2 separate regions of the Sus scrofa genome follow, and region 1 is linked to region 2. Evidence: chromatin contacts called from public promoter capture Hi-C data. All regions are on one chromosome and are shown on one strand. The core of a region is the stretch at or near the end of the contact, and the rest is flanking DNA. Distances in the headings are between cores, read along the strand shown. Region 1 holds the start of MORF4L1 (mortality factor 4-like protein 1). Region 2 holds the start of IREB2 (iron-responsive element binding protein 2).

Region 1 (6,249 bases), core at 3,263-5,762, 520 kb after region 2:
GGAGCTCCCTCATTTCTAAAGCCGTAGAAAAAGCAATTGTTTGTTAAGATGTGGTCCTAAATTCAGCTCAGGTGAGTACATTATAATCACAGCTCCTTCAAGAGTAACATTTAGAAATAAGCATGCTCTCAGAGTTCCCGTTGTGGCACAGAAGTCAATGAACCTGACCAGGAACCATGAGGTTGCGGGTTCGATCCCTGGCCTTGCTCAGTGGGTTAAGGATCCAGCATTGCCGTGAGCTGTAGTGTAGGTCACAGATGCGGCTCGGATCCAGAGTTGCTGTGGGCAGCTACAGCTCCGATTGGACCCCTAGCCTGGGAACCTCCATATGCCACAGGTGTGGCCCTATAGAAAAGGCAAAAAAAAAAAAAAAGCCAAAAAAAAAAAAAGAAATAAGCATGATTTCAAACTATACTTTCTCCTTATTGTTGGCTGGTAATTTATTATTTTAGCTAATGATTTCTTACTATTTGTACTAAAAGAATACATTCAAAGATATACTAAGCTAAACACAATTTATTCTCCCATGGAACTCATATTTGAAGATTTTACATTCAGTTATTTCAAAAGTGAATCCTTTTAGGAAAGTATGCTAGAGTTCCTGCTGTGGCACACAGATGCAGCCAAAAAAAAAAGAGAAAGTATGCTAGGAGTTCTAGCAATGAGTACACAGCAGTGCATTGTCTGATCCTCTTTGTTTTTGTATATAGTTTTCAATTTTCATAAATTTAAGTACTGTTTGATTATGCAGATATCAAAAGTATCTTAACCTCTTTAGCCCATTGATCAAATTTAGCATCACTAATGAGACAACCACACATCACATGGCTCCTGGTGTGATGCAATGAGAAGTGCACAGCATCACCTATGAAATATTCTTGTCAAAAACATCCAACTTAGGAACTCCCACTGTGGTGCAATGGCATCCTCTCGGGAGACCTGGGACTCAGGTTCCAATCCCTGGCCGGCACAGGGGGTTAAGGATCTGGCTTTGCAACAGCTGTGGCTTTAAGTTTAGAGGAATTACAGAGAAAAGAGAGAAGAGTTATGTAACACCATGAGTAAACAACCAGACAAATGCAGATTGTCAGGCATTTAAAAGAATCAGGCTCTTCGAAAAGCAAATGACATGAACCAATACTAACACCACTAATAATGAAGTGCATGTATATGTGTGGACAGTTTTGTGCCACGGGGTCCCCTATCATTCCTGTGGCAGTCCAGTGAAGCCAATGAATTGTTTTCCCAGAATGTTTTTAAATGTATAAAACAAAAAACATAAATCATAAAGGAAAACAATTATACTGAATTATAGTTTTCAAAATATCTTAATTTAGGAGTTCCCATTGTGGCTCAGTGGTTGTGATCCCAACTAGTATTCATGAGGACATGGTTCGATCCCTGGCTCTGCTCAGTGGATTAAGGATCCGGCATTGCCATGTGGTATAGGTTGAAGACACAGCTCAGATCTGGCATTGCTGTGGCTGTGGTGTAGGCCAGCAACTGCAGCTCCAAATAGACCCTTCACCTGGGGACTTTTATATGCCACGGGTGTGGCCCTAAAAAAAAAACAACTTAATTTATAATATGGTAATGTATGTTCTTCATCTTTAATGTATTAAGTAAGATCTTGTAGCAGGTCTAATAAGTACAGCAATTTCAAAGTAATGACTATACATGATATCTCTGAGATACATGCAAGAACTGTAATATGATACGAAGACACCTTTTTTTTTTGGTCTTTTGTGTTTTGTGTTTTTAGGGCTGCACCCAAGGCACATGGAGGTTCCCAGGCTGGGGGTCGAATTGGAGCTACAGCTGCTGGCCTACACAACAGCAACGCGGGATCTGAGCCGTGTCTGTGACCTACACCACAGCTCATGGCAAAGCGGATCCTTAACCCACTGAGCGAGGCCAGGGATCAAACCTGTGTCCTCATGGATACTAGTAGGTTTTGTTAACCAGTGAGTCACAACGGGAACTCTAAGACATCTAATTTTTATTGTGATAAAGCCACCAGTACTGCTATTATCACAGTTTGTTACCTTCATTTATAATGAAGGGAAATACTAAATTTCACTTTGAATTTGGTGAAAATAAAGATGTAATTTTTTTTTACACCCAAGTTCATGGACCATTTGAATTGTATCCTTGGACTCCTACCTTTAAAACTTTGTCTAGATTTAAAGAGAGTTAAGAAATTTAATAACCAAATGCAATACATTGTCATTTAATGGATCCTGTTTTGTTTCAAACAGGCAACAAAGGCAAAAATATTTTAGGAACAAGTGAGGAATTGTGAAATGGGAATTATATGACTTTAGGGAATTATTGTTACTTGTGTCAGGTGTGAGAATGATAATGTGGTATGTAAAAGAATGCCTTTCTATTTTGGAAGTATATACTGAAGAATTGAGGCACAATAGGTCCTGAGGTCTTCATACGTACACACACCATACATGTATATATATATATATAAAGCAAATATAGAAAAATATTCACAATTGTTGAATTGAGATACATAATGCATCGTTCTACTTTTCTGTATATTTGAAATTTTTATAATAAAAATATAAAGTGACTTTTAGAGATTTTTTTACAGTATAATATAGTTGTGGTAAAGTGCGTTACTCATAAATGCACAACTTGATGAATTTTTACTTTACATGTGTGAACACCCATGTAACTACACCAGATTAAAGTTATAGAAACAGCGGGAGTTCCTGTCATGGCGCAGTGGTTAACGAATCGGACTAGGAACCATGAGGTTGTGGGTTTGATCCCTGCACTTGCTGAGTGGGTTAAGGATCCGGCGTTGCCATGAGCTGTGGTGTAGGTTGCAGACTCGGCTTGGATCCAGTGTTGCTGTGGCTCTGGTGTAGGCCAGCGGCTTCAGCTCCAATTAGACCCCTAGCCTGGGAACTTCCATATGCTGTGGGTGTGGCCCTGGAAAAGACAACAACAACAACAACAAAACCAATTAGGGAGTATAGAAAAATATTTATGCCAAATGATGGGGAGGTTAAGGAGGGAAAATAAAAGGATTCCTCAAGTTTCACCCTGGATTTTATACCTCTGAATTATTGCATCATGAAGAACCCAAATATTACTTGTATATCTAAAAGATAAAGGCAAAAAAAAAAATAATTCCAATATACATGGAGAAAGAACACAATGGGGGTGCTAGGATAAAGAAACTGCAAGGAAACTCAAACAACTATAATACTTTATTGGGCATTGGGCAGATGAGAATAAGAGGTGGGAAAGAGACTTTTCACTACCTTCATTTTTACATTAAAATCTTTTCGGAATTATTTAATTTTGAACTATTTTGTACTCAACACGTTAAAAAAAAGAAGTGTACTTGAGAGTTCTGGTGTGGTGGTGGAGTCACCAAGAAGCCCTTGCCCCTTTCTTAGACACCCTAGGGAGTAATAGAAACCAGATGGTGCAAATGGAAGGAGGGTTCTTTGTGGGTTTCTGTGGTCAAAGGGGCTGTGCTAAAGGAAGACTGAAGGAGAAACTGGAGTCAGATAAATGGAGAGAGGTCTGGAATTGATGGGAGCGTAGCATGTTCAGGGGAGGGTTTAGAAAAGGCAAGGAGACAAGTCTAAGGCCTGGAGACGGTTGGGGATTGTTTGTGGAAGGACTTAAAATGCCAAGCTATAGACTTTGGGATTCATCCTGCTTAACGTTTTCTGCACACTAATTCACTGCTCAGAACCATCCTAAGCCTTTCCATGAAATTCTCACAGTAAACCAATGGAAAGGTGCTATTATTCTATTTTGCGGCTGAGCAAACTGCAGACATTTCGAACAAGGGAATGACATAAGGAAATTCGTTTAAGTTGTGTGTATATTCAATAATAGCTCAAAGAAATTAGGTGGCAAGAATGTGTACAAATAGGGCCAGTGCAGAATCTCGACGTCGTGATTATTCACGTTAGCCTCCCTCCGCGGACTGAACTCCATTATCACAAAAGACTGCCTGGTGTCTCCCTCTATGTCCTCATTTCTGCAGGCCCCGGGCTGGAGTAGGGGAGGAGTAGGAGCCGACAAACAGCCATCAGTCGCACCAAAAAAACTGGCAGTGAGCTTGCTAAAACAATGAAATTTATAGACGCAGTCTCCATTATCCACCCACTTCTGACCAGATTGCTGGCCGTGAAGATTTCCTACGCAGAAACTACTCAGATGCTATTGAAAGTAGGCTTCAGAGGCAGCCTTTTATTTCTGGCTATTTCAAAGCCCATATAATTGTGGCCCTCTATTGCCCATGGGGCTCCGCAACTGGGCCTTTCCCATTCTTTCACCGCACGTGATGCACGGCCTCCTTTCCTCTCGCCCTGGCAACACACAAAAACAAATCCGGCTTTAAAAACCTCAGGCAGTCCCCGGGTGGGGGTGGGGAAGAGCAGCAGGGGGTGGGGGATGGGAAAAGGCCAACGCCCCTCCCCCATCCCGTGGCGCCTCAACTGCCTTGGAACTACCACTCCCGGCGTGCCCTGGGGCGGCTCGGTCGCAGGGGCGCGTGCGCGGCAGGCAACCGTTGGCTAGGGCGGCGGCTGCGCGGGTCGCTGTGCTGTGAGGTCTGCGGGCGCTGGCAAATCGGGCCCAGGATGTAGAGTTGGCGGTGCCTGACGGCGCGTCTGACGCGAAGTTGGGTGGGGTAGAGAGTAGGGGGCGGTAGTCGGGGGTGGTGGGAGAAGGAGGAGGAGGCGGCGGCGAATCACTTATAAATGGCGCCGAAGCAGGACCCGAAGCCTAAATTCCAGGAGGGTGAGTCTGAGCCCGTGGGAAAAAAGGCATCTAACGGCGCAGGGGATGGAGGCGGGCTCGGGGTAGTTGAAGCTTGTGGGCCGGGGGTGGTAAGGGCTGCGCTCGGATCAGGCGGCTGGCAAGGCTTTGTGCAGGGAAAGCGCATTGCGGCAGGATATTTCGGTGCGTCACGAGGAGAAAGCACCTTGTGAAGCGGAAGCATTATGCAGGCGTTGGGGTAGGAGAGGGATCCGCTGCTGCGTGGCAAAGCCATAGTGCAGTGTTTGTTGTTGTGAAGCGAGCGCGGAGAAAGTAGCCTATTGTAGGGAGGCGATGGGTGCGCCATGGCGGCCGTTAGGGGAAGTGATGTGGCATGGGGGAGGGGAGGGAGCGGCAGTGGTTTCGGGCGCCGGCGCGGGGCCCCCAGGCGGCGTGGGCGGTCAACAGCTGGCACTCCCGGGAGGCCTCGAGCTCCGAGGTGGTCGTACTCGGTGGAGCCGCCGGGCTGCTGCAGTGGGGTGGGCTTCGCGCCTTGGGGCGGGAGAACTGCGTTGTAAAATGGCCGCTGCAAGATGGCCGCCCCATCATGGCCGCCGGCGCCTCGGTCCCCGGCTCCCGGCCGCAGACGCTGCTTTAGGGCAGATGCAGCGCCCCCTTCTTCCACCGCCACGGTACGCGAACTGGTTCTCCGGCGCTTTCCGCAGGGAGGTGGGTGGGGACAGGAGAAGGAGAAGAGAAAAACCGCGGGCGTCTGGGTCGGCTTTGTGTTCCTTGAAGGCATCCCTTTGCTTTATAAGTCCTATTGGCTTGTAGTCGTCTTTTAAATACTGCAGCTGCTTGACTCATTGCAGTAACGTTTGATTAACAGTGATTGGAAAGGTTTTTTTTGTTTTTGATGGACGTGTCTTGGTTGACGGTAGAACCTGACTTCCAGTGGAAGACGGCTCTTTAATATTTATATTTAACATTTCTGTTAATTTATATTGAGGTGGAGACAGCTAAAATGGAAGTAAAATTCTGTAAGGCATGCAAGAACACTTCAGATTTCCCTTCCATTACTATAGGTGTATGTGGTAGTTACCATAGATATCGAGGTGTAGGCAAAAATATTGTTGTAGGGATTTTCAAACATTAATGGACGTTACAATTACTTTTAGAATCATATGCACAAAACCCAAGTATATTATAGCTTTATGGAATATTTAAGGTTTTTCCAAGGGCGTTTCTGTTATAACTGACTCTCAATACCTGCTTTCTCACCACCTTGAAAAGCTGTATGACTTTATGGATTGCTTTTTTAAAAAACATGTTTTCTAGCTGCGAATTTTTTTTACCTTTACTTAAAATTACTAAAGTGTGGTTGATTACAGTGTTGTGCCAATTCCTGATGTACAGCAAAGTAGCCCAATTATATATATATATATATATATATATACACACACACACACACCCTTTTTTATATTATCTTCCATCATGGTCCATCCCAAGAGA
Region 2 (6,615 bases), core at 2,086-4,585:
AACCCGCAACCTCATGGTTCCTAGTCGGATTCGTTAACCACTGCGCCACGACGGGAACTCCTAATCACTCTTTAAATGCATTTTACAGTTGTAGTTTCCTACTATTTTCTGCATTTGGGAAATATCTTCAAGTAGGCGCATTTCCACAAATTATCCACAGAGGAACTTATACTCAACTTTAAAAAAAATCCTCATGTATGTTCTTTTACTTTATTAAACTATAAAATTTGGACTAAGAAACTTCCCAGCCAGAATCATTAGATATTTGAAAGAAGGGAAATAAAAAATCCTTCTAGTAGATAATCAACCAAGCTGTTCCCTTTTTAAAATGAATACAAACTCATTATCAGTGAAGAGCTAAAATAAATGTGAATGGAAACTACATGGCATTAAGAAAATGACCAATCTCTCTTAATGCTAATCCCAGCAACTAAACATGCAACATGAAGGATTTGGGTAAACTGTTTACTTATCTATTTTTGGCCATACCCACAGCATATGGAAGTTCCCAGGCCAAGGATCAAATGAGCTGCGGTAATGTCAGATCCTTAACCTCCTGCACCACAGTGGGAACTCCTGAACTATTTATTTTTTAAATGGCAACCTAATTCTAAGATAGAGATATTCACCAAAATACACTCAATATATATTTTCTCACAATGTACAAGAAAACACTGCTAATGGCAGTCTAGAACATTTATATCCATTAAAACCTACAGAAAAATCATGAACACAATCTTAACACAAGTTTTTAAAAAAAGATTAAGGGAAATGCTCCCTCCAAAACTGCAATCGATTTGGCATTTATCTTTTCAAGTAGTTTTCACTGAAAAGTCTGAATAATCTAAATCACTCTTCTAAGCAGGCCTTCCCTTCACTGGCCTGGTTGAGAAAGGTACTCAGTTGTCAACAAAGTCAAGACTTCCATCCAGTACTCTGGGGTTCCGCCAAATTCACTCTTCTTAGACTTCAGTGAAAGGTTTGATCCTGATTAGGCGCCTGCAAAGGTCTGCCAAGAGTTCTGGTGCACAAGCCTGGGCAAATCAGGCCCTGGTGAACAACTCAAACCAGTGGGCCCTGTTGATGATTCCTATTCAAAGGATAGCAGATCAAGAACTGTGGGCACTAGAGTTCCCGTTGTGGCACAGTGGTTAATGAATCCGACTAGGAACCATGAGGTTGCGGGTTCCATCCCTGGCCTTGCATTGCCGTGAACTGTGGTGTGGGTCATAGACGTGGCTCGGATCCCGCGTTGCTGTGGCTCTGGTGTAAGCTGGCAGCTCCAGCTCCGATTAGACCCCTAGCCTGGGAACGTCCATATGCGCAGGAGCGGCCCAAGAAATGGCAAAAAGACCAAAAAAAAAAAAAAAAAAAAAAAAAAAGAACTGTGGGCATTGTTCACTTGAAGAATTAAAATATACATTTAATAGCTCTAAAATATCACCAGTCAGGTTTCTGTTGTTTTTTAAAATTGTATTAGTAGTTTCTTTGGGGGGAAAAATCATTACTACATTAACTTAGAGTCTAAATGAGAAGTAAGGTATGGGCTTACATCTTCCTCAAATAAAAGCTGTCCCAAGAAGAGTGTTTAAAATGTTACATATATGTGTAGATGTACTGCTACAACATGGTGGAAATAAATTTACAATTTCTTCAACTCAGCTCAACCACTGCATTTTTATTATTAGAATCTAAACAAACCCAAGAAAATTTAGGCAACATTACCATACTTGGTGCCTCCAAGTCTAGGTACATTGAAGAACTTCTTATGTGAACTGTCATTTAATGTTTCAATAAGGTACTCAAAGGCATATCCTGAAAAAAAAATTATACTTCCATTAAACACAGATACAAAGGACCTTTATTCAAACAAAAAATAGCTAGAAATCAGCTTTGTCCAATAAAATTTTCTGCAGTGGTCCAAAAGTTCAATTCTTTGCACTGTCTATCAAGGTAGCCATTAGCCACATGTGGCTATTAAGCACTTGAAATATGGTTACAATGAACAGAGTTTTAAATTTTAATTAATTTAAATCGTTACATGTAGCTAGCGTCCACTGTATTGGATAGTATAACTCTAAACCATGACTCTTCTCGAATTAAAAACTGGTAAAATAACTCTTGAAATGTGATAACAAAGAATACCTAGAAAGGGACAATAAGAATTATTTATAAGAAGTATAGGTATATTTTGTGAAGACCTGCGTAAATACAGACAGGACAATTTGAGAACCGTCACAACTATAAGAATTTTTTTAAAAAAATAATCAAAAGACAGATTTTTACACTGTAGTCAACAACGTGAACAAAATCAAAACCAAACCAAAACAACTTATCAGGTCAGACCTTAATAGGTCTTAAGACTAAGGGTAAAGGTGAAAAACAAAACATCTGGGTATATTAGCATGTCTTCCTGGTTTTGCATGAATTGACGCTTAACTACAAAGACCCAGGGGTCTCCTGCGAATGTACCCCAACTCCTACATTCTTGAAGTAGTGGGGAGGCAGCCTTGAGGTTAAAGAACATTCAGAGCTTTTGTGCAGACTCATTGCGGTGGGTGGGCAGGACCCTCAACATTGTTCGGACCTTGCTCGGAAATGAGAAGCAATAAGCAGAGCTCACTTTGGGGGAATACTAAATGTTTTTCCTCTTTTTTATTGAGGAGGAAGCTAAGAAGGTGGTTGGGGGTAGGGGGGCGGCGGAGGAGACCCAGAGCTGCAATAAATGGTCTGGGAACTGATTAACCAGTGTTCGGCCTTGACCGCCCCCCACTCCGCTTCCAGAGGCAAAGAGAGAGGGAGTGACTTGAGGCTGGACAGCGGAATAAACAACTATCTGCGAGAGACCCAACCAAGGAGACGCCGGCCCCCACCCTCATCTCTTACAAATGGGGGGCGGGGAGAGGACGAAAGTGGGCCTCTCCCTGACCGTAGTGCTAAGTGAGGAGTACCAAAAGACTCTGGAAGGGGCCAACAGGCTGACGCCGCCACTGGTCGAGGCCAGCGGCGGAGCGGACGGGCCTGATGGGGTCACGCTGCGGGGCGAGGGCGGCGAGGCCGGGCTCTCGGGGCCTGGAAGCAGAGAGTGAGGCCCATCAGGCAGGCCTTAAGGGAGCAGGACCTGAGCCCAGAGGGCCCGGGAGCCGGCCGAGTGACTCCAGGCGAGAAGCAAAGGACCCGGAGCCCGGGAAGCGCGCGTCTCCAGCTGCCACATCCCAGGGGGCGGACTGAAACTAACCTGCACTTGGGGCGTCCATCGCCGGAGACCATATTATCCCTGCGGGGAGGGGGCCCGCGGGGTAAGGAGGGGGAGGCCGGGCGGGGAAAAAGGGGAGGAAGGCAGGCGGACCCGCAAGGGAAGAAGGAAAAGAGCAGTCTCGCGCAAACACCGCGAGAGCCGCAGAGTCGACCCCAGGTCTAGGTCTGAGCTCGCGGGATTTGCCGCCCAACTCTCGCGAGATCATCGGACGTGGAGACAAAGAAAGAGAAGGGGCGGAGCCAGCGAGAAGGCGATTTTTTGCGCCTGCGTCCCTGTTCTCGCGATCGGACGCTAAGGCTGGAGCGGCTGTATCTTCCACGGCACTAGCTTGGCCCTCCTAGCGATCCGTTACTAAGTTGCGGCTTCAAATATCTAATTGAGGTTGTGAGATCCAGCGGTGCAAGGGCTCCAGCGGGATATCCAGCGGTGTGGGGGAGGGAGGAGTCAGAATTGCTACTCCTAGGAAAAACAGCCTAAGGCGAACCCCTTTCACCAGAAGATAGTCTCAGGCTAAACCTGTCGTATGTGTGGCCTGCACGCGTGTTCTTGGAGAGGGTGACCGGACTGATCTGGCATGTAGGAAGCGCTCTAATTGTTGAATGAATTTTCCTTTCACCCCTGTAGCTTCATTCTCTCCTTTTCCACACACTCCTTCCCATGGGCAGTTAATCATGCTAAAGTCTCCATCCCGCCTCCGCCTCCGCTCCTCTAGTACCTGCGTTCTCTGCCGCCTTATCTCCTGTTGGCAGCCAGCTTTCCAGAGAGCGCTGGTTGCGCTCTCCCTTCCCCTCCCACTCCTTATCCCTCTCCAGTCTGCTTTCCACCCGCTAGAAACACCTCTGGTCAAGGACAGCCATAACCCCATTCGCTAATCACACGTTTCTCAATCCTTATTCTCCTTGATCTCTGCCCTTGTTGAGAAATATTCTTCCATCAGTTTTTGTGACCTCAGATGCTACTTGTTTTTCTTCCTATCCTTAAGGGTGCTCCGTCTCAGTCTCATTTGCAGGCCCCTCTTCCTCTGCCCAGCCATTCAATGTACTGGTATTAAATATATCCCAGGGCTCTGGCCTTGCACTGTTTTCCCGGCGCATCTCACTCTCTCCTTTGGCTTCAGTTATTAGTTATATGTTCTTATTTACCAGTCTACCTCCAACCCAAACACATCTCCTAAGCCCAGAGGTGTCCCTGAAACCCAAACACATCCCCTAAGCCCATAGTTGTATATTCTAGTACCTATTGGATGACTCCATATCTCACAGGCACCCCAGACTCAAAATCTCCAAAACAGAAGTCATCATTTTCCCCTTAAAACCCTTTACTCCTTTAGTATTGCCTGTATCAATGAATGGCACCACCAACCCCTAAGTTACCCATGCCAGACACAGACACACCATTTTTCTCTCTCTCTTTTTGGCAGTGTCTGTGGCTTGCAGAAATCTCTGGGCCAGAGATCAAACCTGCGCTACAGCAGCGAACCCAAGCCCCAGCAGTGACAACGTGGGATCCTTAATCTCAAGGCCACCAGGGAACTCCCACAGAGACATCATTCTTGATCCTGTACCCTCTACCCTAATCACTAACCCAACAAGCCTTGCTGAAGCAAACCCCAGTATAGTTCCTCTATTTATGTGCCTTTCTAACCATTCCCTCGGCCACCACCCAGGTCTAGATTTGAACATATCCTGTCTAGATGACTGACAGTCTTCTCAAAAAGACCCTGGGACATGAGTACTACTGTAATTGTCATTTTCATGATAATGAGACTGAAACTCTGCGAGGTTAAGAAACTTACACAACATTGCTCAGCTACCAAGTGACTGAGTCAGGGTTCTCTCTGGTATCTCATACCTATTGTTTGTACCTTTTCAGGAAACTTCCTTTAGGCAGAATCACTTCTCCGTCACGCTGTAGTGTCTCACTTGCTGTTCTTCCTTTGTGGAACACTGTGCTGTGCCCTGTCCTGCTACTACTCAGTCTTCAGGCCTTAGTCCAGATATTTCCTAAAGAAAATACAACTCCACAACCCCCAGTTTGGCTTGGGAATATGATGAAATGCTTCCTTATCTTCCTATATATTTCAATTAGAGCACTTGATTGTAATTGCCCACTTACTGTATTCTCCATATCTTTGTTAGATGCTTGTAGTTGCATGCAAGAGAATACCCAACCAATGGGAGCTTAAATAATACAGATCTGTAATTATCTCACACGATAATGTCCATAGTAGGCAGATCCAGGGTTACTGCAACAAGATCAATAACACCATCAAAGACCCAGGCACATTCCTTATTTTGGCCCCATGCTCCTCAACATATTAATTTTCCTTCCTCAGACTTGCTGCCTCCCGGTTGCAAGATGACTGCATCATACAGAAAAATTATGTTGTCTTACAACTTCCAAAAGAGGAAGGGAAAGTGGTGCAGAGCGCCCCCCGCCGTCTTTTTAAATCAGAGAAGAAAATATTTTCCTAAAGATCCTCCACACACCTCTTACTGACCAGAAGTTAGACCAGTAGTTCTCTACCCTAGCAAACCCAATACCCTCTTCCTACAACGTACAATTTATAATGTCTCCTTTACTATCCTGGCATGAATTTCACAGATAATATAACCCATACAAAGCAATAAAATAATCTATATAATGCCCTAGCTGTAATGTAAAGGAGAAATAAAAGTAAAGTAATTGATTAGAAAATAATACGTGTTATAATATGCAGGTGCACAGGCACATCTACAACTGCATGACATGATGTAATCAGATGCCTGCATCTACTTATGATTTTACAGAAAATAATATATTCAGCCGAATGTAGTCAATGCTTTTTATTTATATTTGACAGTTCAAAATAAGGACTAGGATTTCCCGTCGTGGCTCAGTGGTTAATGAATCCGACTAGGAACCATAGGTTGCAGGTTCGATCCCTAGACTTGCTTAGTGGGTTAAGGATCTGGCATTGCCGTGAGCTATGGTGTAGGTCGCAGATTCGGCTCAGATCCAGCATTGCTGTGGCTCTGGCATAGGCCAGCAGCAAAAGCTCTGATTAGACACCTAGGCTGGGAACCTCATATGCCATGGGTGTGGCCCTAGAAAAGACCAAAAAAAGACAAAAAATAAAAAATAAAAAAAAAGCAAAATAAGGACTAAAAGCATGTTATGCAAAAATTTACATCACAAATGCATGTATATAACAAATGATCTATGTGCATTTGTATCATGAATGACTAGGTTATATGGAGGCTAATGAAATATATTGGTGACTCAAGTATCATTGGAAGCCTCGTTGTTGATTTTCTGGAACAGTGACTAATTCTTGGCAAAGTTCTAAACCAAACAAAATAGCCATCTTTCCTCTT

Evidence for each region. Promoter capture Hi-C pulls out the DNA fragments that hold promoters and counts their contacts.
Region 1: a promoter capture Hi-C map of fetal liver shows a contact between it and region 2, with 4 times the contacts expected there. The contact joins the promoter of MORF4L1 here to the promoter of IREB2 in region 2. A contact is called at or near these places in 2 of 5 promoter capture datasets (fetal liver and liver), 1 of 47 Hi-C or Micro-C datasets (heart right ventricle) and 1 of 2 datasets of contacts at active chromatin or transcription factors (alveolar macrophages).

Annotation. Positions count from the first base shown.
Region 1 is chr7:48,045,538-48,051,786 of Sscrofa11.1, forward strand. MORF4L1 (mortality factor 4-like protein 1) reads left to right here and starts at 4,513. Exons shown (of 12, transcript XM_001927741.5): 1 at 4,513-4,779. The coding sequence starts at 4,740.
Region 2 is chr7:47,525,864-47,532,478 of Sscrofa11.1, forward strand. IREB2 (iron-responsive element binding protein 2) reads right to left here and starts at 3,336. Exons shown (of 23, transcript NM_001167781.1): 1 at 3,239-3,336; 2 at 1,726-1,815. The coding sequence starts at 3,257.